Linked DNA regions of Mus musculus: region 2 is linked to region 1. A link is a contact called in public Hi-C data. All regions are on one chromosome and are shown on one strand. Each heading gives the region's core, a stretch centred on a gene start, on an enhancer-like site or on the middle of the called end of the contact. The rest is flanking DNA. Distances are from core to core; before and after follow the strand shown. Region 1 overlaps Gm31838 (a long non-coding RNA gene). Region 2 overlaps Zmiz1 (zinc finger, MIZ-type containing 1).

Region 1 (7,882 bases), core at 1,565-4,064:
CAAGACTCATCAGCTCCTTACAGGTCCCAGTTCCAGAGTTCAGACACATCTGCTTGAAACCCAGAACCACCCAGTTTAAAGATGAGTTTTCCAGGGAGAGAGTAGCTTTAATTGTTTTACTTGAGCTTTGAGGGAAGTGTGGGGTTAAAAGCCTTTTGGAAGAAGATACTGGATCAATCCCAGCTTTTTGCTAACTGTGCACTTTTGGGTAAGTCACTCACTGTGTGTTTCTCAACCAGTAATATCACAGCAGGTTAGAGCTGGACACCTGACTTCCAACAAAGGTGTCAACAAAGACGAGTGGAGTCCTGCCTTCTCCATCACCTAGCTGCAAGGGCTTGGACAGAGGTTACTCACTTGTGTTTTAAGTATACTTTAAATTCTGGACTCTTCCAGGTTTCCTTAGTAGCAGAGATCATAGTGGCTATGCACAGGACTCTTAGGACCCCATGTATCCATTACAGTAACTATAATGATCCTTAGAAATAGCATGCTCCTGCCTGCTCAGTGGTCTTGCTGCTTTCTGTTTTTATAAGTGGCTAATGCCATCATTTTCCTCTTTAACAGATGAACAAGAGAAATGATGTGGGGAAGGAAATGAGGCTTCCTAAAGCCATGAGGTAGCCCCTGCGTAGTGGATTGGGGGCAGGAGCTGAAGGCCCACCCAAGGGCCTGTCCCAGAGAAGCACGTACAGTCAGAGGAAACAGCCATTGGTTTCCTTGACTCTGAAAGGTAGGACGGTTTGGGACTGATGAGCTGAGCAGTCTAGAGCTTTCTGTCCCTCTGTTCTTCCACCTTGAACACACGGTGTGACCCTCTCTGACTGTCCAGGCCTGTGCTCAGTACAAAGCCTGAGGGTTCAATGGTCTAGTTCCAAAGTCCAGAAAATTATCAACTAATCTTCAAAATAGTTATTTATCATTTTATTACATCATTTGCTTTTGGAAATATAGGCAAGAAGAAAAAAGGAAGAAATTAAAAATAGTCATAATACTTTGGTTTTTAGACATGCCAATCAACATTTTCTCATAGACTTTTCCAGATCTCTCTCTTTTTTTAAGTGTACAAATATGTCATGCATACATACAGACTCTTGGGACGTGTCTTATTTTGTGTCCTATTTTCTCCTCTCAGATTAATATATTATTTACATGCTTCGCTAGCAGCCTGCCATTTACTCTTTTATGGTGACATAGTGCCACTTGAATTTGGGGATCTCTTCATGGTTACTAGATGATATAAATCTAGGGAAATCAAAGTCCCTTTTTGGGCTTCTTAGTTTTATTAATAAAATAATTTTTAAAAATTGAAATGGAAACTTAAGGACAATTTTACAGAGTTTAAAAGAAAAACAAAACAAATAAACAATCATGAGTGGGCCACCTTTGCAGTTGCCCAGAGGAGAATAGAGAGGAGGAGGGAAAAAGCCACACCCTTTGAACATGGAAGTTAGCCATGCAGCAGAACCGCGAGCCAGGGAGAGAGGCGTTAGAGAAAGAGTAAGAATGTTGTAAGGAAAGGATGCTTAGAGTCAAGCTAGCAATAAGGAAAGGAGAAACGATGCCTTTCTGAGTGCTTTGGCAAAGTGCTGGGTGCAGATCTGTGAAGCACTGCCCTAGGGCCTGGGACTCCAGGCAGGAGAGCACAGTATCTCATTAAAGGACTCCCTACAGGATCTCCATATTCTGCCCATCTCTTTAGCATGGCTTAAGGTGAGTCTACTTTCCAAGAAGTGGTCCCTTGGCCAAATGATGGCTATGATCCAACTGGTATGTATGTTAGGTCTCAACTCGGGCCAGAGATTCTATTCTCTTGACCAGAAAGATTTTTTCCCCTTCCTCTAACAACAGTCATGTGTTCAGAATACTGCTTAGATTAATCCTAAGAACATGCCATCATATCTATGAAAAGTAGCTACAGGAGCCACACATGTAGGTCAGTTGGTAGGCACTTGCCTACCATGCAGGAGGCTCTGGGTTGGCCCTCCAGCCTGGCATAAACTGGGTGTGGTGATGCACACATGTAATACCAGCACCCAGAACAGGAAGGCAGGAGTCTGAGGAGTTCATGGTCACTCTTGACTATCTGGAGAGTCAGAGACCAGTCTGGGTTACATGAGACTTGGTCTCAAAAGGAAAATAGAAAGTAGTTACAGGAAACTGAAGTTAGAATATGCTCCACTGCCCACTGAATGACGAAAATGCATTTTGACGGTGAGGGTGGTGGGTAGAACTTAAAGGAATGACTGGTGTTGGAGCCATGTCTTCAGAGAGAGCTTGGACCAGGTGACTGAATGTATCTGCAGTAGGAAGCACGCAGCCCTGAAGATGCGCAGGCTGTGGACAGTGGGTGTCTAGGTTATAGAAAGAGTTCAGACAGAGGAGCAGCTCCAGAGAGGGTTGGAGAGAAGAGGATTGCTTCTAGGGAGAACAGCAGGTACCAGTCAGATGGCGGGGAATGTGATGGGCAATGGGGAACCAGAGAGGATACTTGAGCTGGCAGGACATGAGGAGGTCTGGTATTAGAATATTACTATGTGAGCAGCTATGGAGGAGATGGTCTCAGAGGCAGGGAGATTTGTGGGGAGGTGGGGGTCAAATCAAAAGGAGTCAATGAGACCTGAATCTAAGGGTCAGGACCCTGAATGTACTGGGCATTGACTCTATAGAAGAAGACCCCACTGCCCTATTTGCAGGGTTCTGGGAAGGAGTTCATGGATTGTACATGGGACTATAACTGACCCTCCAGCAAGGCTGACTCGTTCGTCCAGGGATCAGAGCCAGTTATTACTAATGCTGGAGAGCCACAACCAGGGCCGCAGGAATTCTCACTGGGTGAAAAGTTCCAGGGCTTGTTTCCCATCTCAGGCAGCAGCTTCACACTCTGGAGAAGAGACCTGCTGCCATGGAGAGACAGGGAGGGGTGGGCAAGGATTTGGGAGTGATATTTCCATGACCTTCCTGGAAAACTCTGTCACACCTGCTCACTGGGGTGCAACTGGGAGGGATGGTATTTCCCCCAAACAGCCCAGGTTTTCCAGTGATCCCCAGGAGGCCTGCAGGGTGGGAAGGCTGGGTTGCAAATGTCAGCAGAGCGTGAAGGACACAGCAGAGGTTGGGTTGCCAGGATTTGCTGTTTCCTCAGCATCTGCCTCCTATCCTCATCCCTATGGAGTTTCCTTGGTTTTATAATTCACTCGCTTATCTTTCTGCATGAGGTGAATGTGTGTATGTGTGCATCTCTGTGTGCACATGTTTGTGTTTGTGTGTGCACACGCATGCATGCATGCGTGCCTGTGGAGGCCAGAAGTCAATGCTGCATGTCTTTCCTAATCGCCTTCTGTCTTACTTTTTGAGGCAGGCTCTCTCACTGAGCTCAGTGACTGAACTAGACTGGCTGGAGCCCAGCAAGCCACAGAGACTCTCCTGTCTCCACCACACCTTTCTGCTTGGATTACAGGCACACACCGTCACACCTGGCTACAGGCGTCCATGGTCACACCTGGCTTTCTACCTTGGCTCTGGTGAGCCAAACTCAGGTTCTCTTGCTTGTGTGGTAAACACTTGGCCTCCATGAGACGGGTGAGGGAGTACTTTCCTGGCATAGTGAATTGAAGTTGTGTAGCCGGAGGATGGGTGCTGTATACTTTTGGGCATGGGATGGGGGACTGGTGGAGAAATAGCAGGGTGCGGCTGACTCCTCCCACGCTCCCCACTTTCTCCTTAGTGAGGGGTTTCCCTCCTCTCTCCCCCAGCAACAGCAGTGGAAAATAACTGCCCTGACCTTACCAGGCCTGTGCTCACATGACTTCTTGAGAAACTGGCCCAGACATTTCCCAAATCAGGGGGGATCATTGGTACCACAATTGGAGGCTCAGCCTACTCATGCAGAATCAACCCCTCAGCGATCTGTTCCCTCTCTCTTGGGCAAGACAATACTTCAGAGCTTGTACATTATTGATTCACTCACCGTGTGCCTATAGAGTATCTGGTATGTGTCAGACACATACCAGCATTAGGGATAAGTACTAGGGATACCGAAGCAAATAAACTACACATTATGAAGCTTACAGTGGGAGGATAGCAAGCCAGAAGCTGCAGGCATAGACAATAGAATGGATACACTGTGGTGATTGCTGGAGAGACCAGGACATTCGAGAAAGAATATTGTAGGGGATGCGTCTGTGGAGTTAGGAAGACTGCACATGCTTGTGTGTGCACTCACGTGTGTGTGTGTGTGTGTGTGTGTGTGTGTGTGTGTGTGTGTGTGTGTGTAATTACACAGGATGATAGGAATTACTCAAGGCAAGGATCACAGAGCAGAACACACACAGGAGGGTGTGGAGCACATGACTCAGTGCATTGGAGGACATGACCAGTGTTGATGTCTGAGTAGCAGGATGATTGAGCTAAGATGGAGGAGGTCCTGTCCTTAGTGAGGATGAAACCTGAAGCAGAGCGGCACCTTTGGAATGGATTCTTTTTCCAAAGCGCCAGAGGTAACTAGAGAGATGGTGCAGTGGTTTGGGGAGCTGCTGCTCTTTCAGAGGACAGAACTTGGTTCCTAGCACTTATATCAAACAGTTTACAAAGACCTATAACCTCTTCTGGTTTCCACAGGGGCCTGTACATATGTGGCATGCACACATGCACATACAGGCACACACATACACACATAATTTGAGAAGTCATTACAAACAAAAAACAGAAAACCAAAGAGCTAGAGCCTAGGCCTGCTTCCTGACCTCCGGGATTTAGGAGAAGTGTGTGTAGCCCCATGGCACCAGAGACTCACCTTCCTTCTCAGCCTTGGGGAGACCCTTGAGATCATCCAGGGAAACTACCAACTATGAAAAGTCCCCTCAAGGGCCCATGTATTGATAGCATGATCCCCAGCTGGTGGCAGTATTCAAATGCTGTGGAAATGTTAGGAAGTGTGACCTAGTTGATTAGATTGTTCAGGAAGGTCCTTTGAAGGGCAGAGTCTATTCCTTAATACGTCCTCCTCTCTTTAGTTTGCTATGGGTGGGTAAAGAGAGCTTCATGCCACAATGCCCCACTCTCTGTGGCATCCTGCTTCATCAGAAGCCTGAAGCATTGGGATGAAGAGTCTGTGAACCAAACTCTCTTAAACATGAGCTAACCTTTCCTTCTTTAAAGCACCACTTTTAGTTTGTCCTCAACACTGGCTGGCATGGACAGCCACAGTGGTATACTCATGGTCACCCAGACCTGTACATGTGACCTTGCTTTGCACAGGCAATTTAAGATGAAATTGCACTAGGTCACTGTGGACTAGAATCCAATGACTGGTGTCCTCGTCAGAAAAGGACAATGAAGGACCAAAGGCACAGAGAGCAAGCCATGGACTTAGACATTCACAGGTGAAAGCCGTGTGACAATGGACACTGAGGTTGGCTTGAGGATGCCATAGCCAAACAGTGTCAAAGGTTTTGAGTGACTGTCACCATATGGGAGAGAGGGAGTAAGTCTTCCTAGAGCTCTGTGACCCTGCTGGCCTCCAGGCTAGATCTGTAGCCCTGAGAACTGTGGCAGAATCTGCTTTATATTACATCCATGGTTCCTGTAGCCCTAGGAACCAAATGCAATTGACCAAGGAAGGGGACCCAGTATATCTAGCTCATCTCCATGGCTTTATTATATAGAGGTGCAATGATCCTTCAAGGCCACAGAGAGCAACAAAACTTCAGTGTCCCCAGGGGTGTGTGTGTGCACGTGTGCACGATCTCAGGCATGCTCTCTCTCTTGCGTGCGCGCACACACACACACACACACACACACACACACACACACACACACTCATGCTTGAGTGCACACACATGTGCATGGAGGCCAGAAGTATCTTTCAGTGAACTAAGAGCTTGCTGATTCAGCTAGATTGGCTGGTCAGTGGGCCCCAGGAATTGTCCTGTCTCTGCCTTTCTCCCCACTTCTGGATTTGCAGATTCACGCTGGGTTCCTAGCTTTTTGCAGGAGGATCTGAACCCAGGTCCTCATGCCTTTTCGGCTAAAACTTTACTGACTGAGCCATCTCCTTAGCCCCTGACCTCTGCTTTTTAATGCCTCTCTGCAAAGAGGAGTGAAGCTTATGACCTTGAGGGCATAGGATAAAGGTGATGAACTGCAGCAAGGAATGGGCTTTGCAGACGCATTGTGACATCAACTTTTTCTGTTGAAATCCCAGAGCTAGTGTTTATTTAAATCTCAACATTTTGAGGCTAGGGGTTGGCAAAATACAAATAGCAGGTACTGGAAATTGGACCTGTTAACATGTTTTTAAAATCTCTATAGTAAACACAAAGCAAAACCACAGAGATCTTAGATTTACAAAATAACAACAACAATAATAATAAAATAAAGGGAGATTGAGGCTCAAGTCTGCTTATTCTTATGTGTGGGGTGGCTTTGGAGAAGTCTCTTGACTACTATGAGCCTTGGCTTCCTCTGCTCAATGCAAGCTCACTCAGTCAGCCCCCAGGACCTGGTGGACTTAGTGTGTACTACAGGGGAGGCAGGCAGGCACATAGTAGGCAAACTGGAACATTCACTTCACATGGTCACTTTCCAGGTGCCTTTCAGAAGCCCAAGGGAAGATGTGCTGCCTTTCTGTCCAAACAGGGTTGAGAAGAAGTTCAGGAGCAGGCACAAAGTGTCCAAGCTTCCAAAGCTAATAAACTAAACAGAGACGTACTTCCTGTGGTGTTTAGGGCCTTTGTCCTGGGAGGCAGAGGGGAGGAAGATGAAGGCGTTGTGGGCTGACCCTGGTTAGCACTGGTCACTCGTGTTTGCTCAGCTGCAGTGTGCAGGTGGCAGGAGCTGGCGCTGAGTGCTGGCTGATTGGCTTTCAAAGGTGACAGGTCTGAGGTGATGGATGGTCACCGGGGGGCTGTTGCTCCACATGTATTGTTGGTTTAAGGACCACAAAGATCTGACACAACGAGCTGTGGAAGAAACCAGAACAAAACAAAGGGAGGCCAAGTGGGAACAAGCCTGCCCTCCTCTGCTCCCAGCCGCTCTGGTCTGGTTGCTTCCCAGAAAGCTGTGGCTCTGACTCCTGGCCAGGGTCCTGGTGCCCTGGAGCTCTGGGGTTAGCCAGAATCAAAGAAGTGCTCCCAAGGTGTGAGCCAGGGTTGGCATGAGCCAGGGCAGAACAGACAAGGAGGGTAAAGGGACAGATTCATAGGACCATCCCTGCTGTCTCCAGCCTGCCTTCCCTTTTGGGGAGTAGAGATGAGCACCAGGGCTCTAGGAAGTGTCCCACAAAGAAGTACCTGAGGGAAGAAGCCCCAGGTCACACAGACAGAAGATAGGTGACCAAGGCAGAGCCTGGTGTCAGGGGACAGAAATCTATCTGGAGCTCTGACAGAAACCACGACTTACTTAGATGGTTCCAATGGAGGGAAAACATTGATGTAAGACTGGGGTTCTGACCACACTGTGAAGATGGTGGTGTCCTCAGACTGATGGCCGTAGGGTGTCATGACAGTCCTGAACACTGATAGGACCAGAGGGGAAGAGGGAGGTAGGGCAAAACAACAAGTAGAGCCCCACAAGGGCTTGTCACTCAGAGGGAGCCACCTGCATCCCCTGCCAGGGAGGTAGATGAGCAAAAGTGTAAGGGGAAAGAAATGCCCCCGTTCTCTCTACCCCTGAGACTTGAACAGCTGACAGCGCAGAAAGGAGGAAGGAAGGGAACAACTAGGGAGGTCAGACAGTAGCCAGAACACTTCTGCCTGTCCACCAGGCTGACAGGCATGCTCAAAGAGATGATTGGCAAGTCCTTGGAGAGTTCAGTACCAGCCTGCATGGGGTGATGACCTTGGCAATGGCTTTAGAGACCCTTTCTTTCTCTCTCACATAC
Region 2 (7,882 bases), core at 3,343-5,842, 720 kb after region 1:
ACACACGAGAGAGAGAGAGAGAGAGAGACAGAGACAGAGAGAGACAGAGACAGAGAGACAGAAAGACAGACAGAGACAGAGAGAGACAGAGAGAGACAGAGAGACAGAGAGACAGACTGACTGTTGAGGTTTGTCTCATGGAACTTTGACAGGTAAAGCACAAAGCTAGAGTTGTCTCTGCTAGGTATCAAGCTCTCACACCCCCAAAGTCATACCATGGAGTCCAGCTATGAAACTAACACTCGGTTGCCAAATCCCTGAGACCTCCTTTCTGGGCCTTGAGTCCATCCTCAGCCCTGGCTCTGGGATTCTTTGTTATCTGAGAGTTGCTGGAAGCCAGAGGGGCTACCTGGCATGTGTCCGCCCTTGGCCGGCAGAGGGAGGAAGGAAAACAGCAGACAGAGGCCTGGGTGGGCACATTCCCCTCCCCATCCTGTCCTCTGTGTCCCGCACAGTCCTGGCTTCCCACCCAGCAGGGCCAGGAAGCAGAAAACAAACGTTTGCACAGAGCAAAGTGAGCAAAGGCCACTGGTCACTCGTCCTTCAGAAACTTGAGCTGGCCCAGTCTGTGCCACAGGGCCTTGTTGCCACCTGGCCCACAGTGTGTGGTTGTGGGTACCTACATGCCTGTGAGACCAAGGGAACCTTGACCATCACGTGGCTGCTTTTCCCGTTTATCTAAGTAAGCAGTTCAGGCCAGCTGAAGCAAGGAGCCTGCCATGCAGTGAAGGACAGAGGACGGGAGCTGTAGTACAGTGGAGGGCCCTGAGCCAGGGGTTAGAGCTCCCGGGCTGGGACCAGCCCTGTATAGATCCTCTCCAGCAGACTCTCCAGCCTGCGCCTGTACCATCCATCTGACCACAGAAACTCCCCTCAGCCCTGCCTCAGAGAGGCTGGAAGCTCTGGCAAGGCAGAGCTCTAAAAGGCAGCATCCTAGCCAGAGATGGGGGTTGGTATAAGAAAGCTGCCTCCAACTGTTGTGGCCCAACACATACCCAGAAAGCCAATGAATGTGTGTGATGTCCCTACTGTGTGTCAAGTCCTGGTCTGTGTGGAGGTAAAGACTTTCTCTAGAACCTCTGGGGAACCCCATATCTGACATACTTCCTTCCTGTTGGAGGATTGAGACCAGTCCCCTGCCACGGTAAGGACCCTATGACCTTGTCATGAGTTGCCCTGTCTGACCTCCCATAGCTCAGGATGTCGAAGCCCCCAGTCAGAGCTCAGTGAGGCAGGTAAGAGACTTGTGTTCCTCGAGGACCAAGGACTGAGCAGGTGTTTCTAGCCGAGGAGGGGCCTTTCCTCGGGCCCCCTTTCCCAGAGCCAGAGCAGCTGCCTGCAGCTGACAGATATGCAGGCCAAGATGACCTCTGAACATCTGGGGACTTCTATGAACCCTCCAGGCGGGATAAGACAGCCCTGAAATGGGCCTCGCTTGGCCGTTGCCGTGTTCGCCAGTCTTTCTAGGAACAGTGCTGTCCTTCCAGGCCCAGAAAGAGAAGAGCTGTAGTTGCCACTGAGTAGTGAGGGAGTCCTATTTGGTGAGCTACCTATGTTCTTGTCTGTATCCCCTTCTTGGCTGGCTCATCCCTCTCTTCTTTCTTTTGACAAATATTTCTTGGCATGTGTCCTTGCCAGCCCTGTGTTCCAGGAAAACCAGCCCTAAAGGTATTAATGGTCAAATCAATGGCAGCCTCCCAGATAGGCCAAAGGGGTCAAGAAGGTAAGGCGTGTTAGAAGAAGCAGCTATGTATAGGAATTGAGATACAGCTAACTGGGCTCTGGGAGGGAGAAGGACTCTCAGTACTGGGTGCCAAGATGAGGAGGTACCGAGGGCCACCTCAGAGCATGCAGGGCATCACCAGACTTTGCTTCAATAACATTTGAGGATACAATATTCAGCACGAAGAAGATACATGGGGAGCCTCTGTGCAGAGAAAATCCAGAGGGGTGTGGCTGGTGACTGCCATTTTACCAGTCCCATGTGAATATGGGTGCTGAGCTGGGCGGGCACAGAGTAATGAAGCTAGAGCCATCTGGGCCTTCAGGTTGGGTTTCCGCTGCCCACAGTCATCTGGTTGTTCTAGTGTGCTGGCCACCTGCCACTAGACTGAAGTCTGACCTCTATCCTCCACCCTACTTGTCTGAGGCCACAGACCATTGGCCTTCAGCATCTCTGAGCCCCTCCCAAGCTTCCTGCCTCAGAAGTCCCAACTCTCTAATCAGGCCCCTTGTCTACAACTAGCAGCCAGTGTGTGGCTCCTATCAGTTCTGCCAAAGCTTAGCAGATGCACATTCCCGCCTGTCAGGATGTCCAGGGCCAGGAGGCCGGCTGGGGCTAATCTTGGTTGGGGGTAGGGGGCACTTGGGCTACCATGTGCAATCAGAAGAACTGTGTTCCAGGGAAACCCTGGTCCCTCCCACTCTCAATGGACAGAAGAGGGTTGTAGGCCTAGAGGCCAGCTAGGAGGCCTTGCTTACTCTGATGTGTAAGAACTGCCTGGGGGAGCAGTGAGGAGCCAGGGGGGAACTAGGAGACTGTGTTTATATCCACTAAGCCCCCAGAGCAGGCCACCCACGTCCTTTTTTACTGTACCCCCAGCCTGGGTAGATATAGCCCCAACTCCTGTGAGCCATGGAGATTGGGCTGAAGTTACCTACGCTGCTAGAGTCAAGTGTGCATCAGTGGCTCCATGGACCTTTCCCTGCACACTATCAGCTGGTCTGACCTGTCAGCACTAGGCAAAGCCAGTTCCCAAAGGCCCTGTCCAGCCACATCCGAGGTTGTATGCCCGGGGAAGAAAGCAAGTGGTGCTTTTATCATGGCCTCATCCTGTAAACCAAATGGTCAGAGGCTCAGAGGTCAGAGGCCATGGTGGCCAAGCCCACCAGGCTTCCCAGTCCGTCCTGCCTCCAGAAAGGATCAGCCCTTATGAAGCGGCCTCTGAGGCCCTCCCTCTCCCCTGGGCCCAGTGTGAATTGATGGGACAGGAAGCTGGGGGGAGTGGGAGGATGGGTCTAGCCCAGGGATGAAGTACAATGAAGCGTGTCCTGTCCCCAGGGCCACAGGCACACAGGTCACCCCCACAGGAAGCCCGACCCAAGCACTACCTTGGCCCACCCAAGCTTCCCGACTGAAGCGTCTCCTATTCCCGTGGGAGCCACCACCAAGAATCCTACCCTCTTGAGAAAGGAAGGCGTGCCCTGACCCTGACCTGCTCTGCCTCCTGCCACGCTGTCCCACGGGTAGGGGCTTCTCACCCTGCATATGCATGACTGGGCTCCTTCAGACAACCACTGACTTCAGGCACACAGGAGACACCTCAGGGCAGGCCTGTATGCCGGAGGCCCAGATTCCAGATTCTTTGTTCAGGATCTGCTGCCAGTTTGGTGGTCCCCGCAAGCAAGTCACGTGTCCATTCTGGGCATCATCTGTAAAAAGCCAGGGACAAGAAGACACTTTGCCTAGCATAAGCAGTCAGTGAAATAAAACCCTTGGCAGAGGATGAGCTAGTGACTGGTGAGAACATCTGGACTTGGGTGACCACTCACAAGCTCCTCACACATCCCTGAGGGTGAGGAGGGCCCTCTGTCCGTCTTCCAGCCCAGCAGGTGAACCATGTCTGAGCTTTGCGTTTCATAGGCAGGGGTGTCAGGTCATTGGATCTGAAAAGTGTGTGTGTGTGTGTGTGTGTGTGTGTGTGTGTGTGTGTGTGTATACATGAGCATGTAGACGTGTGTGTTTGTGTGTGCTATGAGAAGGTCCTCCTCCCTCCTGGCAGATACCTGAGACAACCTCTTCAAAGCTGCTTGGCACCAGCCCAGTTCAGTGTATATATGGGTGTCTTCCCAAGGCTTCCAGGGAGTGGGTCAGGACTCCAAGGAATGTGGGTTAAGACTTGGAAGGGTTAAAGGAGATAGAGGGGTGTGCTTTGAACTAATGTACCTGTTAATGAACAGAGAGAGGGGAAGTTCCAACACGGAAGCCGCTCGGTCTCAGGATCCACTCTGTCAACCTGGCCTCACAGAGCCTTTGTCATTGCTTGGTGTTGTTGGGTGATCCCTACAAGTCCGACCAAGGGGACCAGAGCCTTCCCAGGAACAGACATGCAGAGGGACGATGACACAGTGCCCTGACGTCCTTAGACTGGGCAGGCATGGGTTCTTGGGAAGAGGAATTGGCAGTGTGCACTGGACGCAGGGCCCCTGAGTCACAAAGAGACAAAGTTAACCAGAGGGCCAGGCCAACCTTGGTCTCTTGTGGACTGGAGTGGTTGTCCAGGGCTGACACCATGCCCCTCACTTCTTCCTCTGGTTGTCTCCCTGCCCCACCCACCCCTAGGTGGATCCCGTTGTTACACACACACACACACACACACACACACACACACACACACACAGAAAGAGAGAGAGAGAGAGAGAGAGAGAGAGAGAGAGAGAGAGAGTACAGAGAGAGAGTGCCATGGCCCTCTGTTCTTTGTGGGAGTCACTCTGGCTGTTACACTGAGTTTTGGGTACAACCCAGAAGTACTGGTAGTGGGTGGAGTCACAGGATGGATGGTTATGAGTCAATATTGCTAAGCTTGTGTGTCATCAGACTGCATGCTGGGCTGGCTTCTCCTGCTGGCTGCTTTTTCTCACCCACATATGTGGGCTGCTCCTCCGGATGGTGCAATGCTGTGTCCAAAAGCTCAAAACAACTCAGGTCAGAGAATCTGGAGGCTCTGCTCCAGGCCCCAGGAGCCCCAGCCTGGTGTGATGCCCTTGATCTCTGAGATCTATTCACAGTGGCACGGAGTGGCCATGGGCACTTGAGAGCTCTCAGCCCTGACCTCATGAGAGACTCTAGACAGTTTTGAGTGATAATGGACTCAGATGAATAAAGGCAGACCCTTGGGCAGCAGGCTGCCCACTTATGGTTGGGGTAGCCTCTGGTGGCTGTCCTCTCTACTCTCCCCAAGAGCCCTGGGATGACAGTCCTGTGGACTCAGTTCACAGTGCCTAAATCTAGTACTGAGTCCAATACTGTCACTTTCTGACCCTAAGCAAGTGGCCTCCAGTATCTGAGCCCATATTGCCTCATTTGTGCAGTGAGGACGCCAGTCCCCACCTCATGGAATTGCTTTGAGTGTGGGGGTATAAGTTTGTTTACAGTGGGTGCATATGTATAAACAGTATCTTTAGACTAGGCCTGGAGTGGGGCAGTAAGCACCATGTGTCAGCCCACTGTCTCTAATCCAAACATGGCCTGTAACACTGAAGCCAGTGCTGCTTCTTTGTATCCAGCTAAGTCCTTGCTTTGCTCTGTCTCTGTTGCTATAACAAACTACTTGAGACCAGATAGTTTAGAAGGAATAGGAGTTTCTTTGACCCATATTTCTGGAGGCTGAGGAGTCCTAGTACATAGTGTTAGCATCTGCTGAGGGCTTCCCAATGAGGTAGAGGGTGCTCCATTGCCAGACTGAGCTCTTCTGTGACACCACTAATGCCATCATGAGGGCCCCACTTCCAAGCCATGAACACATAGACAGTGGGGACATATTCAAACCGTAAAATTGGGGTGTCTGCAAGACTAGTATCAGGTGCTAGAGCATCATGAAAAGACTACCCACCTCAAGCAATATCCTCGTGCCTTCCAAGCCCCCAGGGTGTGTGTTCTGTCAGTCCTAAGGATGAATGGGCAGGTGAGGGTGCGCTTCTCACCCCGACACTGTCTTCAGATTGCTAGGATGAGAGCCTCCCCCTGAAAGAACGTGGTGGGGCCGGGGAGGGGTGGTGATCCCAGCTTCTGTAGAGAAGGGCAGCTTACGCCTACAAGAAGGCCTGGCTGGCATGCTCCTAACGATCACAGGACCCTCCAGGACAGGGAGACAACCTGTAATGGGTGTGCCCTGGCCCAGGGATGGATGAGCTGATATCACATCCGTAATTGGTGCAGGAAGATGCAGAGGCTGAACTACGCTGGCACCTTCCAGGGCTGGGCCTAGGGCGCCCAGGAAGGCAGGCCTAGCTAGTCTCTGGCCATGCACAGGGAAGCAGATCAGGACTGCCCTTCTCTGCCCAGCTCCCTGCTGAGGGTTAGTCTCCTCCTAGAGTTTGTCCAGCCACCTGGGCACTGAGTAAACATCGTCCCTCTTCCCAGCTGGAAACTTCAGGGGATGGCAGGCAGCTGGACCAGGTTAGGAAAAGATGAAAGGGAAAGGCTGGACACAAACTCCAGCACTGACCAAACAAGGTGTGGGTGGGGAAAGCTGAGTTGGTGACGTGCCTAGAGACAAACTGTGGGGTGAAGCGCAAAGACCCTTTCTTCTTTAGTCCTTCAGCTGCCTCTGACAAACTCATGGGCCACCCCTGGAGAGAAGGCTGGACTCCAGTAATACCTTCCCTCCCCTTGTCACACCACAGAGGAAACTGAGGCTCAGGGCCATACAGACTGAGGCCACAGGAGAGGCAGGATTCTCTCCAGGCCTGGGTGACATTAGGGCCTTAACAAGAACAGGGCTTTTGGGCTGGAGAGATGGCTCAGTGGTTAAGAGCACCGACTGCTTTTCCGAAGGTCCTGAGTTCAAATCCCAGCAACCACATGGTGGCTCACAACCATCCGTAATGACATCTGACGCCCTCTTCTGGTGCATCTGAAGACAGCTACAGTGTACTTCGATATAATAATAAATAAATCTTTTTTAAAAAAAACGGGGCTTTCATTTGTCTGGAGTTTATAAACCTGGGCTCCAGATGCTACTTCTAGGCACATGTGGCCAGCGTCCTTAAGGGATGCCTGCTTGGTAGGGAATGTGACTGCTTGGGGGTGGCCATGGAAGTCATAGAGAACACACAGTGCCCAGTGCTGGAGCTTCTCCTACTTCTTGTACCTCTTGTGCATTTGAAGTCAACTCATCCAGGCCTTAATCCATCGATGGCTCCAGATGAGGAACTGAAGAACGACCAGCTGTTTATTTGTGGGTCAAGACTGACTCTCTGGCTCTTTAGTTGCTCCCTACCCTGCTACACACACACACAAATACACACACACACAAATACACACACACACACACACACACACACAAATACACACACACACACACACACACAAATACACACACACACACACAAATACACACACACACAAATACACACACACACACACAAATACACACACACATACACACACGAGAGAGAGAGAGAGAGAGAGAGAGAGAGAGAGAGAGAGAGAGAGAATGAACAATTCTGCAATTCTGACTCGGCCTCTGGTCTTGGGCCTCCCCCATACATCTGTGTTCCTGGGTAAGATGGCAGGTTCAGACCAAGGCACTGATCTCTGAGCTTCTACCAGGTGGTAAATGCTGCATGTTGAAGGTCCCAGAGGTAGGGGGAGGTGCCGCTCCTGAGCAGCCCCAGGTCAGCAGTGGGGAAGAGTGATGGCAAGCAAAGCCAAGAGATAAAAAATTTATTTTATGGTCCATAGCATTGAAAGTGAAACGTTCCTGCATTGGTTCCAAGACCCATATTTTGGCCACCCTGGGCCAGGTTCCCTTCTGAACAAGACCACGGCCCCTTAGAAAGGAGAACTAGCTGTGGCATCCTTGAGGTATATCGCAGTGGCCTGCACAAAAGGGAACTCCTGCCCAGTGTGTGTGTGGAGGTTGCCTAGAGCCTGTGGGTGATACAGTGGAAAGGGAAGTGGCCCTTCTTCCAGGAGCAAGCAAGCCTGACACAGACATTCTGCACATGCTCCTGGGGCAGCCGTGGAAGGGCCTGGACCTCTAGTTCTGGGATTAGTGTCTGGGGCCTTCTACTGAACAGGACCCATTACAGCTTTAGTAAATGTCACGCTAAGCATCTCTTAGCATTGCGTGCGGCAGAATTCCATGATGCCCTGCTA

What was found. A called contact is a pair of places that touch in the nucleus more often than the background predicts.
Region 2: a Hi-C map of embryonic fibroblasts shows a contact between it and region 1, with 2.2 times the contacts expected there. The contact joins two enhancer-like sites. A contact is called at or near these places in 1 of 484 Hi-C or Micro-C datasets (embryonic fibroblasts) and 1 of 115 datasets of contacts at active chromatin or transcription factors (large pre-B cells).

What each region holds. Positions count from the first base shown.
Region 1 is chr14:24,800,392-24,808,273 of GRCm38.p6, forward strand. Gm31838 (a long non-coding RNA gene) reads left to right here. Exons shown (of 7, transcript XR_874416.2): 5 at 568-733; 6 at 3,362-3,524. Among named protein-coding and RNA genes, the nearest start is that of Gm32008, 13 kb to the right of the region's middle. Within about 2 kb of position 2,815, at least 13 of the 459 cell types and tissues checked have an H3K27ac peak or open chromatin away from gene starts, as enhancers often do. A contact at or near this core is called in embryonic fibroblasts, where this site is marked.
Region 2 is chr14:25,522,914-25,530,795 of GRCm38.p6, forward strand. The region is part of intron 2 of Zmiz1 (zinc finger, MIZ-type containing 1); the gene reads left to right. Among named protein-coding and RNA genes, the nearest start is that of Mir3075, 7.6 kb to the right of the region's middle. Within about 2 kb of position 4,593, at least 120 of the 459 cell types and tissues checked have an H3K27ac peak or open chromatin away from gene starts, as enhancers often do. A contact at or near this core is called in embryonic fibroblasts, where this site is marked.